Linked DNA regions of Mus musculus: regions 2, 3 and 4 are each linked to region 1. A link is a contact called in public promoter capture Hi-C data. All regions are on one chromosome and are shown on one strand. Each heading gives the region's core, a stretch centred on a gene start, on an enhancer-like site or on the middle of the called end of the contact. The rest is flanking DNA. Distances are from core to core; before and after follow the strand shown. Region 1 holds the start of Arxes1 (adipocyte-related X-chromosome expressed sequence 1). Region 2 holds the start of Bex3 (brain expressed X-linked 3). Region 3 holds the start of Tceal9 (transcription elongation factor A like 9). Region 4 holds the start of Gprasp2 (G protein-coupled receptor associated sorting protein 2).

What was found. Promoter capture Hi-C pulls out the DNA fragments that hold promoters and counts their contacts.
Region 2: a promoter capture Hi-C map of second pharyngeal arch cranial neural crest shows a contact between it and region 1. The contact joins the promoter of Bex3 here to the promoter of Arxes1 in region 1. A contact is called at or near these places in 7 of 39 promoter capture datasets (the 3T3-L1 cell line, cranial neural crest, frontonasal cranial neural crest and 4 more) and 1 of 115 datasets of contacts at active chromatin or transcription factors (stem cell-derived neural progenitor cells).
Region 3: a promoter capture Hi-C map of frontonasal cranial neural crest shows a contact between it and region 1. The contact joins the promoter of Tceal9 here to the promoter of Arxes1 in region 1. A contact is called at or near these places in 2 of 39 promoter capture datasets (cranial neural crest and frontonasal cranial neural crest), 1 of 115 datasets of contacts at active chromatin or transcription factors (embryonic midbrain) and 1 of 9 other capture datasets (adipose tissue).
Region 4: a contact with region 1 is called in a promoter capture Hi-C map of cranial neural crest. The contact joins the promoter of Gprasp2 here to the promoter of Arxes1 in region 1. A contact is called at or near these places in 4 of 39 promoter capture datasets (the 3T3-L1 cell line, cranial neural crest, embryonic stem cells and 1 more).

Annotation. Positions count from the first base shown.
Region 1 is chrX:136,031,382-136,034,920 of GRCm38.p6, reverse strand. Arxes1 (adipocyte-related X-chromosome expressed sequence 1) reads right to left here and starts at 1,554. Exons shown (of 1, transcript NM_029541.3): 1 at 1-1,554. The coding sequence starts at 1,415. The coding sequence ends at 873.
Region 2 is chrX:136,268,676-136,272,214 of GRCm38.p6, reverse strand. Bex3 (brain expressed X-linked 3) reads right to left here and starts at 1,962. Exons shown (of 3, transcript NM_009750.2): 1 at 1,814-1,962; 2 at 1,333-1,405; 3 at 237-952. The coding sequence starts at 924. The coding sequence ends at 550.
Region 3 is chrX:136,243,170-136,246,708 of GRCm38.p6, reverse strand. Tceal9 (transcription elongation factor A like 9) reads right to left here and starts at 1,629. Exons shown (of 3, transcript NM_011712.2): 1 at 1,482-1,629; 2 at 943-1,008; 3 at 1-373. The coding sequence starts at 343. The coding sequence ends at 29. It overlaps Gm39535 (a long non-coding RNA gene), which reads left to right and starts at 1,672. Exons shown (of 2, transcript XR_878245.2): 1 at 1,672-1,989; 2 at 2,955-3,539.
Region 4 is chrX:135,837,465-135,841,003 of GRCm38.p6, reverse strand. Gprasp2 (G protein-coupled receptor associated sorting protein 2) reads right to left here and starts at 1,970. Exons shown (of 6, transcript NM_001359371.1): 1 at 1,742-1,970; 2 at 535-611; 3 at 314-385; 4 at 80-151.

The DNA.
Region 1 (3,539 bases), core at 305-2,804:
AGAAGTTTTTTTTTAACACAACTTGAACACAAGCTACTTTTACATAAGATCAGAAACATCAAAACAGAGAGTTTCAGGGTTACAAAAATACAATGTAAGTTACACATGAAATTCCTATGATGTCATCTCAGGTATCAGGGGTGGAATAAACTTAGGGAATGAGAATATCCAAGATCAAAGTTAGACTCCACTTTTTTTGCTAGCTATTTAAGCTTGAAATGATTCCCCAAGCTTCAGGGGTTCACAGTGTTCATCTGCAAACAGCCCATGTTTCTATTATATACATCCCGAGACTGCTGGCAATAGGATACAATAACATATAAGAGAGTTTGTAAATGAAAAAAATTAAACGATGAGTGTTAATATTACTCCAAAACTTATTAAAATGGAGACTTGTGGAGAACTGTACATAATTAGCACCTAGTGGTAGTAAGCATACAGACTGAAACTCAATGGGAAAGTCATGCAAACGTTTTCAACCTTCACTAACAATGGTTAAAACATTAATTTTTTTCAAAAAAATGTAAAACAGAAAAACTTTTGGAGGAAAAACCTGGAAAGACCCATATTTCTCAGACAGTCGGCATATCAATAATGTGTTACAGTGATTTACAGAATCATCATGTACTCGGTCTTTAGTCACTTTATTTCCACCACTTATGGTATCTAACAAACGATATTAACTGTCCCCCCCCCCCCAAGGAATCAAGCATGCTTTACACGAGGTGAACAAACGTCTGCTTCTAAATCACATTCAGTGTAGGCATGCAGGAATGCGACACATAAATTGTTACAGCACGTGTTTCTTGACAGTTTTAAACTATGATTCCTTAGGTCCACAGATGTCCCGTTTCCGATGCAGAGAGAATTCTTCAAAAAGTCGTGGCTATTTCATAGGAATCTGGAAACGGGACAGACACGCGTCCAGATCCAGTCACAAGAGGCAGGATCCCAGCAATCGGTATCACTTGCCAGGAGAGAGTCAAAGTGACATTCCTGTTTCCCTTGAGCCCGTGTCCATCGTCAAAGAAAAAATACTTGCTTTTGACGTCTTTCAGGTTCAGCTTGGGGTTCTCGCCTCGCAGAAGGATCTTGTCCCAGAGGACCACCTGGTTCACAGCGTTGCTTTTGGTGGAATATTCTGCCGACAGATAAAGGAAGAGCTGCTTGACGTTCCAGTCGAAAGTCTTCTCCAGATCCGCAGAGATGTGGAAGGTGATGAAGCCCAGGTCGCTCTTCTTTCTGGGTCCGGTGAAGTCTTCCACTTTTTTGAGCAGGATCCTGGAGACGTGCAGGCGCACGGGCGCGCTCCTGTCTTTGAAGGCGGTGGTGAGGATGCAGCCCAAGGTGAGCGCCGCCATGACGCTCAGCGTGAAGGCGAACAGCGAGTTGGCCCGGGACAGCAGGGAGTTCATCTTGCAGGGTGTTCAATCGGCGGCTCCCTCCACGCGGGCTCCACCGGCGCTCGCTGGCTGGCTGGCTGGCTGGCTGGCTCGGCACGGGGCGTGCAGTTCGCTCCGCGGTCCCTCTGCCTTCCTCTGGCTCGCGCGGAATGCCGGGCTCGCGCACGCGTCCCTGGAGCGCGCACCGCCCACGATGCCTGCCCCCTCCCCCGCCCCAAGCCACTAGTTAACCCTACAACCACTGTCTGCTGAGAGTCTAAGGCACTTGGAGCATCTCATAGAAAGCCGCAGCCTGGCTGAATGAGCCCAGCGGTGCCTTGAACTGTCTCACCCTCACACCCAGACACAGTCACGGAAGGTCCCTGGCACCAACCACAGCCCCTGCCCCGGCACACAAAGCCCTGGCCAGGGAACCCTCTCCCTCTGCACACTGCTGCATCATGGCTTCCATACATCCTAGCCCCTCCCCTGGCCTTCTGCAACAGGCTGCTGATGCCTGGACTTCCTTTCCCCCACACTAGGCTAATCCTGCCTCTGCAGTCCATTCTCTACACACAGACCAGCCATTCCCTACAGGTCATGTCACCCCCCTTGCTGGGATCCTCCGCCCTCAGCATACAGTCTTAGTGGCAGAGGAGGCCCAGACTCTGCTGCATCTGCCCTGTCCACCCCTCACCCCCTACCATCCTGATGGTTGTCTGCCAGGCTGCAGCCAGTGGGCTTGCTGTCCTCTGCTCCTGGGTTAGCTGGAGCACACACAGTCCAAGCGCACCAAGACCTGGCCTGTCTGTGCATGGCTTCTTTGCATTCAGGACTCAGTTCTAAGGCCACTTCCAGCAAAGGCTTTCAGTGACAACTCCATGTAATCCCCTGTTCAAACTGTTTTCTGTTTATTTTCTTCACACAGAAATCCCCATATAACTTGCCTGGTTAGTTGTTTTCTTACCCAGTTTTGCCAATGCACAGTGGCCTCTTTCTGTCTTCTTTCTGCTACTTTTCCAGTGCCTAAGCCAGTGTTCTGTATATTCATTACTGAATGATTATTAATAAATTGAAAGAATTACTGACACTTTAGAGAAGATAGAAAATTTACAACTGAGAACTCTGACAAAACACACTAAATTATTTAAGATATTAAAAGATCTTGTTGCAAATAGACATCAGTGCTTTTCAAAACTCAGTGACTATCAGAATCAGCTGAAATCTACCCACCTCAATTCCATGGGTTTTTTTGTTTTGTCTTTTTTATTCAAAAGAGTTTATTCTTCGAGTTTAATAAGCACCAGCAGAAGATTTGAGTGGGGGAAGGTTCCACACTTGGAAAAAATCCTGACTTCTTTTGTCAACATTTTAACCCAACTAATTTAATGGCACCATGCAGAGTTCTGGGACAACTGGAATGTTTTTATTGATGAAATTTATCCAAGTGCCCTGAGAACACAGGTTCTTCCCTACCTGGGATCAGTAAACTCTAGAGAGTAGATCTGTTCATTAAAAGGATTAGCTTCCTTCCTTCCTTCCTTCCTTCCTTCCTTCCTTCCTTCCTTCCTTCCTTCCTTCCTTCCTCCCTCCCTCCCTCCCTTCCTTCCTTCCTTTTCTATGTATGTGAGAACACTGTCTGTCTCAGACACAACAGAAGCCATCAGATGGCTGTGAGCCACCATGTGGTTACTGGAAATTGAACTCAGGATCTCTGGAAGAGCAGTCAATGCTCCTAACTGCTGAGCCATCTCTCCAGCCTAAGGCTTGGTATTCTTATCCTTTTGTTTAGAAGGGACTGGTTCCAGGTAGTGCCCTAAAGATGGAACTCTGATGTCTTCACTCTTACTCCTTTAACCTGATTCTAGTTAGCAGAATCTTCACCCTTGCCTATGGCAAACAGCACAGGTTTAAGTATCATAAATTTAACGAAGAGTTCTAGGAATTCTGAACCACCTGATGATAGTTACTTTAAAGAACTCCTTCCCTCCCCCTGAGACAATAGGATGCTTTCCCATGTAGGATCTCAACCTCAGAGTGTCTCTTGTTCAGGTATGTTCAGAATTGTTACTTGCTAGTGTGGAGGAGACTTGTGGATTGGGTAGTGTTTTACTAAAAGTGTCCCCATAATGGGGACAGAATCTCTCCAGAAGCCGA
Region 2 (3,539 bases), core at 713-3,212, 240 kb before region 1:
GGCTGGAGGCTTAAAAAGCTAAACCACATCACTCCCGCACATAAGGACAATATGAACAATTTTAAGAAATTCTATCTTCACCAAGAGGATTTACTCTTTAAGTCTGTTGAGCAAATAATTAAGATACACCTGCACTAAATTCATAAACTTACCAAAAAAAGGTTTATGAAGCTCCAAATAAAAGGAAAAGTATACATGTGTACACTCCCCACCCCCAATACTGTTGAATTTCAGAGTTCTTGTGGCTCTTTTTTTTAATCTTAACTGTTTATTTATGCTTTAAGGACACAATAATGATTATTCAGTTGCTTTATTGACTTGACATTGCTTTCCATGCTAATGGGCAACACTGCACTGTTGACAGAAACTCACACTGAGTGGGAAGGCAATCTCCAATTAGAAGCTGGCAACACAAGCCCCACCTGGCACATGGCATGGAAATAACACAAGGCTCACCACAAACGGGTCATTAAAGGCATGTCAGGAAAATGCGAGGAAAAGGGCTACAGCGGGAGTCACAGTATGGATCTCAGGGGGGAATGACCGAAGTCAAGGCATAAGGCAGAATTCATCATGGTGATCGTGGTGGTTAGACAGCTCCCCCATAAGGATGCGTAGACAATTTCTCAGCTGTAGCTCCCTAAGCTTTCTCCGGATCTCTCTCATCTCCTCCATGAACATTTCCATATCATCTCCATCTCCACCCAACCCGTCATTCATCTGCCTGTTGGGAATGGCCCATCGGAAGTTAGGGGCAAGTCGGCGAGCCTGGCCTCTTCGGTGGTGGTTGTGGTTATGGTTGTGGTTGTTGTTGTTGTTGTTTGCAGCAGGCTGGTGGCCCTCACCTCCTCCCACAGGGCGGTCTTCCTGTCCATTCTGCAGGGGCTGCTCCATCTCTTCGTTTTCCTGGTGGACATTGGCCATGATGAGATTTTGTTTCCTGGTTGCTATTCTTTGAACACAAGCAAGACAGGGCAAGGGGAGGAAAAAAAAAAAAAAACCCAAACTGAATGCTCGATGCAGTGACCAGCAAAAGTCAGAGATTAACAACAAGGATTTTCATTATTATTTTTTTCCCACCTTAGAGTCTCCAGGCAACCTCTAGGGAGCCTCCATTTCGAGCCCCTCCCCCCTCCCAGCTCTCTGTCCCCTCCCTCCCCCAAAGCCCACCATTTTTTATTTCCCAGGATCCTTTCCCTGAGCTTTCAGCCACCAAAATGGAGGACTGAGAAGAAGAGTAGTGTGGAGTGGGGGCTCTCACAGGGGTCCTAGACAGGGCTTTCCCCAACCTCCCCCAGCCACCCACCCCACCCCCACCGCCACTGAACCAACCTGGGCCTATCCCTTGCGGCGTAGTCCTCCTGTCAATTCCCGCTGCCGCCTGGACTCTCGGCTTCCAGTCAATCTGCAGACAGGGTGGGATGGGAAGGACTGGGCGCCGAGCTCAGCACCGCACCCGCCTTCCTCGGACCCACCGCCCATCCCCCTACACGGCCGCCCACGATCTCTAGCAGCCCCGTCCCCATCCCCGTCCCCATCCCCGTCCCCATCCCCGTCCCCATCCCCGTCCCCATCCCCATCCCCGTCCCCGTCCCCGTCCCCGTCCCCGCTCTCCGGGGCTCGCTCTAGCGCTCTCCGCTGCGGGCCCGCCCAGCCGCCCCTCTCCCGGGACCCCCGCGCCGTCCCCGCCCCTGAGCCCGGGCGTCCCTTCCCGGGCGCAGCCGGGGTTCCCCGCGCGGTGCACAAAGCCGCGGTGCGCGCCCGCCCGTCGCGAGGCTGTCGCCCGCAGGGCCGCGGCGTGCAGGCCCCTTACCTGTCCCGCTCGCCTCGGGCCCGCTGCCAGCCCGCCGCGCGCAGAGGAGCTCCGAGCTGCTGGCCAGACGCTCGTGACGACTGCACCCAAGGCTGCGTCGCTCTGCAGCCCCGGGTCACGTGAGGGCCCTGCGTCACTGCCAAGCCCGCTCCCCCTGTTCGGGAGGCCAGTGCGACAGGAGGCCCCGCCCCCGCCTCCCCGCCGCCAGTGCTCACCTCGGGCCCCACCCGTCACTCATCCGGATCCTCACCAATCTGAGGAACCACAAGTGGCATCACCATCAGGAGGTTGGACATCTCCCTTCCCTGTTACCAGGGAGGGTCTGCACCATCCTCTATGTCTCCCTCCCACTATAGCCAGGTCTTGGCTTTGGCCTTCTTTGAGATTCCTCTCCACCTTATCCAAATGTTTTCTCCAGAACTTCTCCCCATAACACACCAAGAGATAGAGAGTGGGGTAGACTGTACATATTTCTCTTTATTTCCTTAAAACATACACACACAGGTACACACACACATACACAACCCCACACACAAGCGCGCGGGTACACACACACACACACACATAGGCATGATCAGCATGATTTAGAAAATTCAAAATTATAAGGACCACTCCTTTTTTGGAACGCTGGGGATTGATCCTCTAGCTTAATAATTGCTGGACAAGCTGTCTTCTACCGAGGTGTATTTACAGACCGCTCCAGCCCCTGCCCCCCAACACACACACTTTTTAAACTAAAAAGAAAAAAGAGTACAGTGCCTGTCTATGTTGTTGGGGCTGCCCTTGAATTTCATTCCTTCTACATCAGCCTCCCTTGTAGCTAAGGTTAAAAGGCTTGCACTATCAAGGCTGGTGAGTTTTCAGTTTTGAAAAAAAAAATATGCTTCATTCTGCAAAATGAAAAGAAAAAAAAGTGCTATTTATACTATCACACAGAAAAATATCTTCTCTAGGTTTGGGGTGTCAGTTTTGAAATACCCTGTACTCGTCTGTTACAATTTTTTCTTTAAAAAGAAAGGACACTTGCTGAATACAACTAATGCTTTAAAACAATTCTGGAATCGTTCCTACAGAAAGAAGTCATACTTTTCTATGATTTTGGAGGTGTGGCAGGTTCTCAGTTGTAATCCCTGACTATATGGAGCTCACTCTATTTAACAGGATGCCCTCAAATTTGGGGTGATCTTCCCTGCCTCTGCCTCCTCCTTCTGCCTCCCAAGGCCTGGTGTTATCTGAGATGTCTCTGATTCCACAGTCCTCAGGAAAAAGAGCCATTTGAATTCTTGGCTTTCCTCTCCAAGCCTTTCAACCCACCCTATAAATAATAAGCTGAGAAATATAACATATCTAGAAGTTATCCCCAAACCTTCTACTCTGGTATAAATGCCTCAAGAAATATTAGAACTAAGCAAAGGATGGATGAACTTGGTGTGAAAACTCATACTGAAGGCAACTGTTTCTTCCACCCTGAAATCGCTGTACAAAGTGTCATTCTGTGGCCCAGACAAGCCTGGAGTTGAAATCGGTTTCTTTAAAAGTAAATAAAACAAACAAACAAAGGTCACAGGTAGAAGGTAGATTTTTGGAAACATAGTTGCCAATATTTACAACTTAATAACTTCATTATGCGAACAAAGTTGCTTCTAGTTTGGGCCTCAAATTTCTGTATGGTGTCCTGGTAAATGAGGCAGGTTCCTGGGGATATAAAGTGCAGATGCCTGGTGTG
Region 3 (3,539 bases), core at 380-2,879, 210 kb before region 1:
CATCAGATAAAAGGGAAAGCAAGCCAAGCTACATTAAATAGGGGTAAGGATGGCTTCGGTTAGCCTTCCAACGCGTCACTATAAGTTTGTTTCTCACTTTCCTGATCTCATCTAGCTCCTCCACATCTCTAAACAGATCATCACTGCTCAGGTGCCTGTTGTGTATATCCTCCTGAAAATCCTGCAGAGACCGGATCAGCCTCTCCCGAAAAGTTTCTTCGGATTTCTCCTCCTCCTCGGGTTCCTGCCCCTCCTCGGGCTTTTCCTCCGGCTTTGGCTCTTCCTCAGGCTTTGGCTCATCCTCCTTTTCTAGGTTTCCTTCCATTTTTTGGCAGGGTTTCATCTTGTGTCTGCTTCTCTTCTTTGCTGCTTCCTGCAGAATACGGGAATGCAATGATTTCTAGGAAGCGAGGGGGGAGGGGAGGGGGAGGGGGAGGAGGAGGAGGAGGAGGAGGAGGAGGTGGTGGTAGATGGAAGACTTGGTAGATGGGCAGGTGCTGTGCACAAAGGTCTCCTCACCGTTTGCTTACGCCCTCCCCATCCCACCCCCCCTCCGTCCACTCTTGCCCCCTCCCGCTCTCCCTCTCCCCACTTCCCTCTTTCCCCTCCTCTCTTCCCCCCACCCTCGTTCGGTCTAACTGCCCTCACCAGATACCTTCCACCTGAGAAACCCAGTCCGCAATCAAGGTTTCCCTGTCCCCGCCCCTCTTACCTCCATTTTCCACCCCCTCCCCTCTCTAGTCCCTCCCTCCAGCATTTTCCAAGGCCTTCCTTCCCGCCTCCCGCCCCAGCCCTCCACAAATCTTTCTCCCTCCCAGGCCTAACACAGGCCCCTCCGAAAGGGGTGGGGGGAAGGGAGAGGGGACTGGGGCCTTCAGCCTCTGCAGGCCTTCACCGACCCATATCCTGGGGGAGTCTTTTATAAAGTTCCCCCTCACTTACCAGGTACAGATCTGGTCGATTTCTTTTTCCTACTTATTTTAGCCTGGTGCGGTACAAAGAACAAACCTGCAGGCAAACGGAGAAGGGAGGGGATGTTGGGGGTGGGGCAAGCAAGCCCTCGGTGCTCAGCAGAGCACTACCACGGACCCAGCTCGCCGAGCTCTCCGCATTTAAGGGCTTGCTTATGGAAGTTTCCCACCCTTTGTTTCCCAAAGGACTCCTCCTTCCCACCCCGCAAGTTAGCCTGTCTTTCTCACCAGACAGAGGGTAAAAAGGAGCTATTCTTCCCCAACTATCTGTAGATCCGAGACGAGGTTTGGGAAGCAAAGTGGGGGTCCAAAATCTCAGAGTATGATTATTTTGGAATCGTCACAGCCCCCCTTGTTTTCTCTTGGGACCCCCTAGTCGTTTCACAAGTGTCCTTTCCTGAAGAATTAAAGGTACGAGGTGGAGGGACAGACTTAACCAGGACTCAAGTCACTACCCTAGACCACTGTAAACTACAAAAATCCTTGGCAGTAACGGCTTAAAACACTAACCTGATGAATTGAAGCAAGCTGTCTCTTCTGGCCGCTGGCCTCTCGCACCACCGTCTGCAAGGCTAAAGGGAGCTGGTACCCAGATGGAAACAAGGACCAGACTAGCAGGATTTCTGCACACGTCGACTCCTGGTCACATGAGATCTACGTCACCAGTGAGGTCCGGTCCCCGATCTCCACTCCCACAAAAAGCGCGGCAGATGTGGCCCCGCCCTCCGCTCCCATCTACCACCCCCTCTCTAAACATTCATTTGGCCTTGTCAGTCTTTTCTGGAGGAAGAAAAAAAAAGAATGTGCGGATTGGTTTTATTGTTGTTGTTCTTTTTGCAGCTCTCTGATTACTAAAGAGGAGCGTCATATTTTTTGAAGCTACGGAACTTTTCGGCTTCTTTTAATAATAGGCTCTTCCTGTCTCACGCTCCTAACTGCCAGTACCACTCACCCCCCACCTAGCTTTCCTTAGCCCCTCCTCCTTCATCTGAAACGCACTCCTTTGTTGTGGAGCCAGGTAGGTAGGTCAGAAAGCAGTGGGAGAGGGGGAATCTTGAAATAGAAGTGGGATTTTTCTTTAAGGCAACTTAAACTTTATTCTTAATACGTCTGTAGTCTTTTCGAAAGTAATGTTGTTTTACAGTCAGAAGTGACAGCCAAATTACTTTAGATACATTTGTGAATTCATACATGTTCATTTCTTATACTAGTGCCTAGTGTTTTTTAGTAAATGCATTCAAAGTATATGCCTTTACATTTTTTATTATATTGTGGTGTTACTTGGGGGAATTATTTAAAAAGAAGAAAAATCATGTTTAACTCTAGAGGCCTGCTGGTGGTATTATTACCAAGAAGTGGTGTCGCCTGAAGAATCGCTGCTTCAACACTTGCCAGCATAGATTGTTCGAAAACAGTCGCCTCATCTTAAAGAAAGTAACACTTTATATACACCACGAATTGTTGGACTGTCTTAACAATATGTGTCTGCTCTAAATCGCTTAGCTCATAGAAAACTTTCAACATTTACTTATTCCCATTTTATTTCATATATATGCATATCTCACTCACGCTGGAGTGAGACTGGATATAGTATAATTATGTTCCCCTTTAACAGGAGGACTCTAGCTTCTTTATCTTGTACTTGACTTTAAATTAAACTTTAAACTTGACTAGTCAAGTTGCTAGTTTTATGATGATGATGGTTGCTTGGGTTAAGGACTTAAAAGCCTCTATAGGTGAAAGTATTGGCTGCTCACTTGGTTACATATACCTAGTAAGTGTCTAAAATGTCTAAAAAATATATTTTAAAACTTGGCATTGCTGCTTTCAAACTGTATCTTCTGTTTGGTCATCTTAACCTTTGAGTCAGATTTCTGCTCAATTTTACATGTAGACATAGCAGTCATTTAAGATGTGGCTTGTTCAGAACAATAATACAAGGTTGTTTTGACCTAAATTTGCACACTGTGTTCCCTCTCCAAGGCTACAGACACCAAGATAAGAGGAAGTAAGACAATATTCCATTCTTGGCCATTGGAATCTAGAAGTCTCCAGTAAACAGTGCTCTGCTGCTGTTACCTCTGTTCCTTTTCCTGTCTACAAAGCTGCTTTGCATCCCTGAATCCACTAAGATGATCTTTTATTGGCAATAACCTCTCAGTTTCTTTGCTTTGTTAGCATTCCAAGTGCAATCTTTTCCTTGCTTCAAAAACATACATTTGAATCATTTGCAAGCCACAAGTAATGGTCTTGTAACACATCGACATTTGTATGTTGGAAACTTGGTCCCCAGGGTGGTAACATGGGAAGTGACGGAACCTTTAAAAGGTGCAGACCAGTAGGAAGCCATTAGGTCACTGAATGGTATTGCCTTTGACAGGAACTGAAGCAATTCTCAAGGAACTCTGGTTATTTCTCACAAAAGGCTTGTTATGAAAGGCCAAGGATGAGTCACCCAAACACACAGCTTTGATTGCTCTCCAGCTTCTTGTCTTTCTCAAAAACATACCTGTCATGTTGTCATCCATCAGGCTAAGACATAGTAAGTCTTCACCATAGAAGTCAAAG
Region 4 (3,539 bases), core at 721-3,220, 190 kb after region 1:
GGCAGTGATCTGAATTTGGTTAGAATCTGAATTTGCCTCCTCAGTGGCTGGCTCCTGCACTGCCCTGAGTCTCACCAACCTCCAAGATCTGAGACAGTCGCCTTGAAGCCTTCTTCCCTTGCTTGAAGAACTGGCTAGCCTTAAAGCAGGGCTGTGGACAAAGACATGAAAATGTCTGACAATCAGGAAATGATGGCAGCAGCTTTGTGCAAATTAAGGGGACAATAAAGGCATCGGGCACCCTCTTGGGTTAGAGCAATCTGAATTTGCCTCCTCAGTGGCTGGCTCCTGCACTGCCCTGAGTCTCACCAACCTCCAAGATCTGAGACAGTCGCCTTGAAGCCTTCTTCCCTTGCTTGAAGAACTGACCAGCCTTAAAGCAGGGCTGTGGACAAAGACATGAAAATGTATGACAATCAGGAAATGATGGCAGCAGGTGTGGGCAAATTAAGGGGACAGTAAACACCCTCTTGGGTTAGAGCAATCTGAATTTGCCTCCTCAGTGGCTGGCTCCTGCACTGCCCTGAGTCTCACCAATCTCCAGAGATTTGAGACAGTCGCCTTGAAGCCTTCTTCCCTTGCTTGAAGAACTGACCAGCCTTAAAGCAGGGCTGTGGACAAAGATGAAAATGTATGGCACTTATATGATGGTAGCAGCTGATCATGTTATGAATGTCACCAAGGATATGAACCAGATCATGTGTCTTTCAGCATTTAGGGTCCTACTGCTGGAACATTCTAGATTTATTTAGCCTGGCTGTAGGGCTCCTGAGGTAACACCCCCTTCTTTGATGTCATCCTTATTAGTCCCTTCTGCAATGTTGAAGATCCGCCACTAGGTGGCCATATTTCCTTTCCTTGCGCAGCAAAAAATGGGGGAAGGGCGCAGCACATTCTAGAAACCAGGTTCTGAAGTGGTCCTTGGATTTATGACTCCGTCATCATCCCCAAACCATCTTTTCAGACCCCAGATTTGGGAGGGAGGGGAAAGGCAGTGTGGAAGGTACCTACAAGGTTGTGAGAAATGAGATTAGGAGACACTAATGGATATCCCACCTGTTCTGGCCAGTCACCCCCACCATTTTTTGCATCTCCACTCACTGTCTGGTGCCCATCCCCATTACTACACACCTCCAGAAATCCGCGCTGTTTTTTCTCTTCTTCTTTTCTCAAGCTTCTGGTCTATAGATGCTCACCGTGGCCTGTCAGAATATGCCAGACCTACCATGCAGACAGGTCACTTTCCATCAATCAGAAGCCTGTGGGGAGTGACAGCACCCAGGATGCAGGGTACCAGGGCCCCTCTCAGGAACCATTTCGGAGCCCTAATAGCCGAGGCGACTCACCACCCACCAGCTGAGTTGGCCCCCTGCACCTGCACCCACATCCATGGGCTCCAGGCTTGCTGTCCTCCTCCCCCGCAACCCCCCACCGCCATTTCTCCTGTGGCCACCTACCTCATAACCTGTGTTGGTCCCGGACTGACACCTGGAGGGAGGCTGTCAGGTTGTAGGCTCTGCCACCCTCCAAAACCCGCAGACTTTGCCTCCTCAGCCGCCCCCTGCTCCTGCGGCCCTGCCTTAGTTCCCCGCTTCCTCCTCCCCACCACGGTCTGGGGTCTCCGGGCACCGCGCACACTCCAGGGAGCAGCTGCGACCCCTTTGCCTCCACTGAACTGTCAGGGCCAGGCAGTTGTTTGCAGTGCGCGACCGCCCAGAGCCCTCGACACACCCCCACTTGCCTGGCCAGGCGCACGGCCCAGGTCCCTGGGCTCCCCCACGTCCGACTCCTATTCCTGGGTGTTCTCTGTCCTCTGCAGATCCTCTCACTGGCCTTTAACGCTTTGCGCGCGAGTGGAATGGCAGAGATGTGTCCTGTCCCCACGCCTCTGCACCAAACAGGCAGGGGCTGCGCAGGATGCGACAAGCCAGCTCTCCTCGAGGGTGTCGGGAAGGGGGCGGAGGGATACTGCGCACGGGGCTCTACGCCCCCTCCCGGACCCACTGTAGTTCCGACTCGGAGTGGGCGGGGCCAGACAGCCCCACTCCTCTTGGAGGGGTGGGTTGCACCGGTTAGGCGTCTGCAGACCCCTGTTCACCCTAACCAGAGACCACCACCACTTTTTTTTTTTTGGCGCCACAACAGTGTGTGGGATGGCTAAGACCTAGAGTCTATGAGGGTTTTGGGAAGGGGGGGACTATAAGGAGGAGAAGGTCTGCAGTTAGGGAGCAGGGGGGAGCAGCGGAGGGATACTGAGTGGCCCCTAGATTTGCACTTCAGAACGAGGCTGGACAGTGCCTACCCATCACAGCACCCACTCTGTACTCCCTCCCAACCTCCCCCCCCCTTTCTGTCGCCAATGGAAGGGGAGGGGGGCTGTTAGTAATGCAGCCTGAGAGGGGACAGGTGACCTAGCAACAGCCAGCCAGCCAGTAGGTTCCTGTTGATTCTCCCATGTTTTCTCTTACTGGCTCATGCAACCATGAAGAGGAGAGCATTTTTGAATCTAAAGGATAGGACATGGGGGCTTTCATTACAACCCCCACCACTGTCCACTTTTCAAAAGGGAGATAGAGGCACAGAGGGATGGAGGGAGGGAGAAAAGAAGAGAGGGGTGGAGAGAGAGAGAGAGAGAGAGAGAGAGAGAGAGATGTTCTCATTCTAAGGAGCAATACCCTTGGGTTACTTATTGACTTATTGTCTGTCCCCACAATTGTCCTTTCCCTGTCAGTATTTACAGGGTGCCATAGAGACCTACAGCCTAGTGTTGGGAGCCATATTGGGCCTGTTCAGTTTCCTTGCCTATGGTTCTCTGAACTCATCTCTTCCCAGTCAGGTCCAAGCTCTTGTTTTTGGCAGCATGCATATGCAGGAGGATCAACTAGCTTGGATCTCAGCCACAACTCGATTCACTGTAACTGTCAGGGAAACCACCCTCTGTGCATTTTTTCTCTCACAACCCACCCCTGGCTGACTTTGAGTCTTTTCTTTTACCCCACCCACAAAATTCCCTCTGCTCTCCATCCTCTTTGCTTGTTTTGTGAGAAAATCAGGAATGGCCTTAAGCACACAGTAAAGCTGCCGGGCTTGCTCATCTAGAAATTCCTTTAAACACCTAGTTAGTTTGCAGCAAAACAACAACCCCAAGGATATGTGAACATACATTATTCGGCCAAGGAGAACTGAGGTTTCAGGTGGAACTCCAGTTGCAAATAGTGGGATCTAGCACACAATTCTGCTAGATGAGTCTACCCAATATAACTGTAAAGATTATAGGTGTGGCATAAATCCTGTGTTTGAAGGAAACAGCATGTGGGGAGGGGGCAGCTGAAAAGTCCCTTATTAGCTTTGAAGATGTAAGGACTACAGTAGCCATAGAATGTAACCTGTCTCCAGAACACAGGAAGAAAACCAATGAAGATTCTCCCTTGTAATCTTAGAAGGAAAGGAACTCTCATAAGACCTTTACATTAGTGTCAGTTTTTAAAATAATTTCTAACTTCCATAATTGTAAAATAATAACTATATCTTTTTTGTTT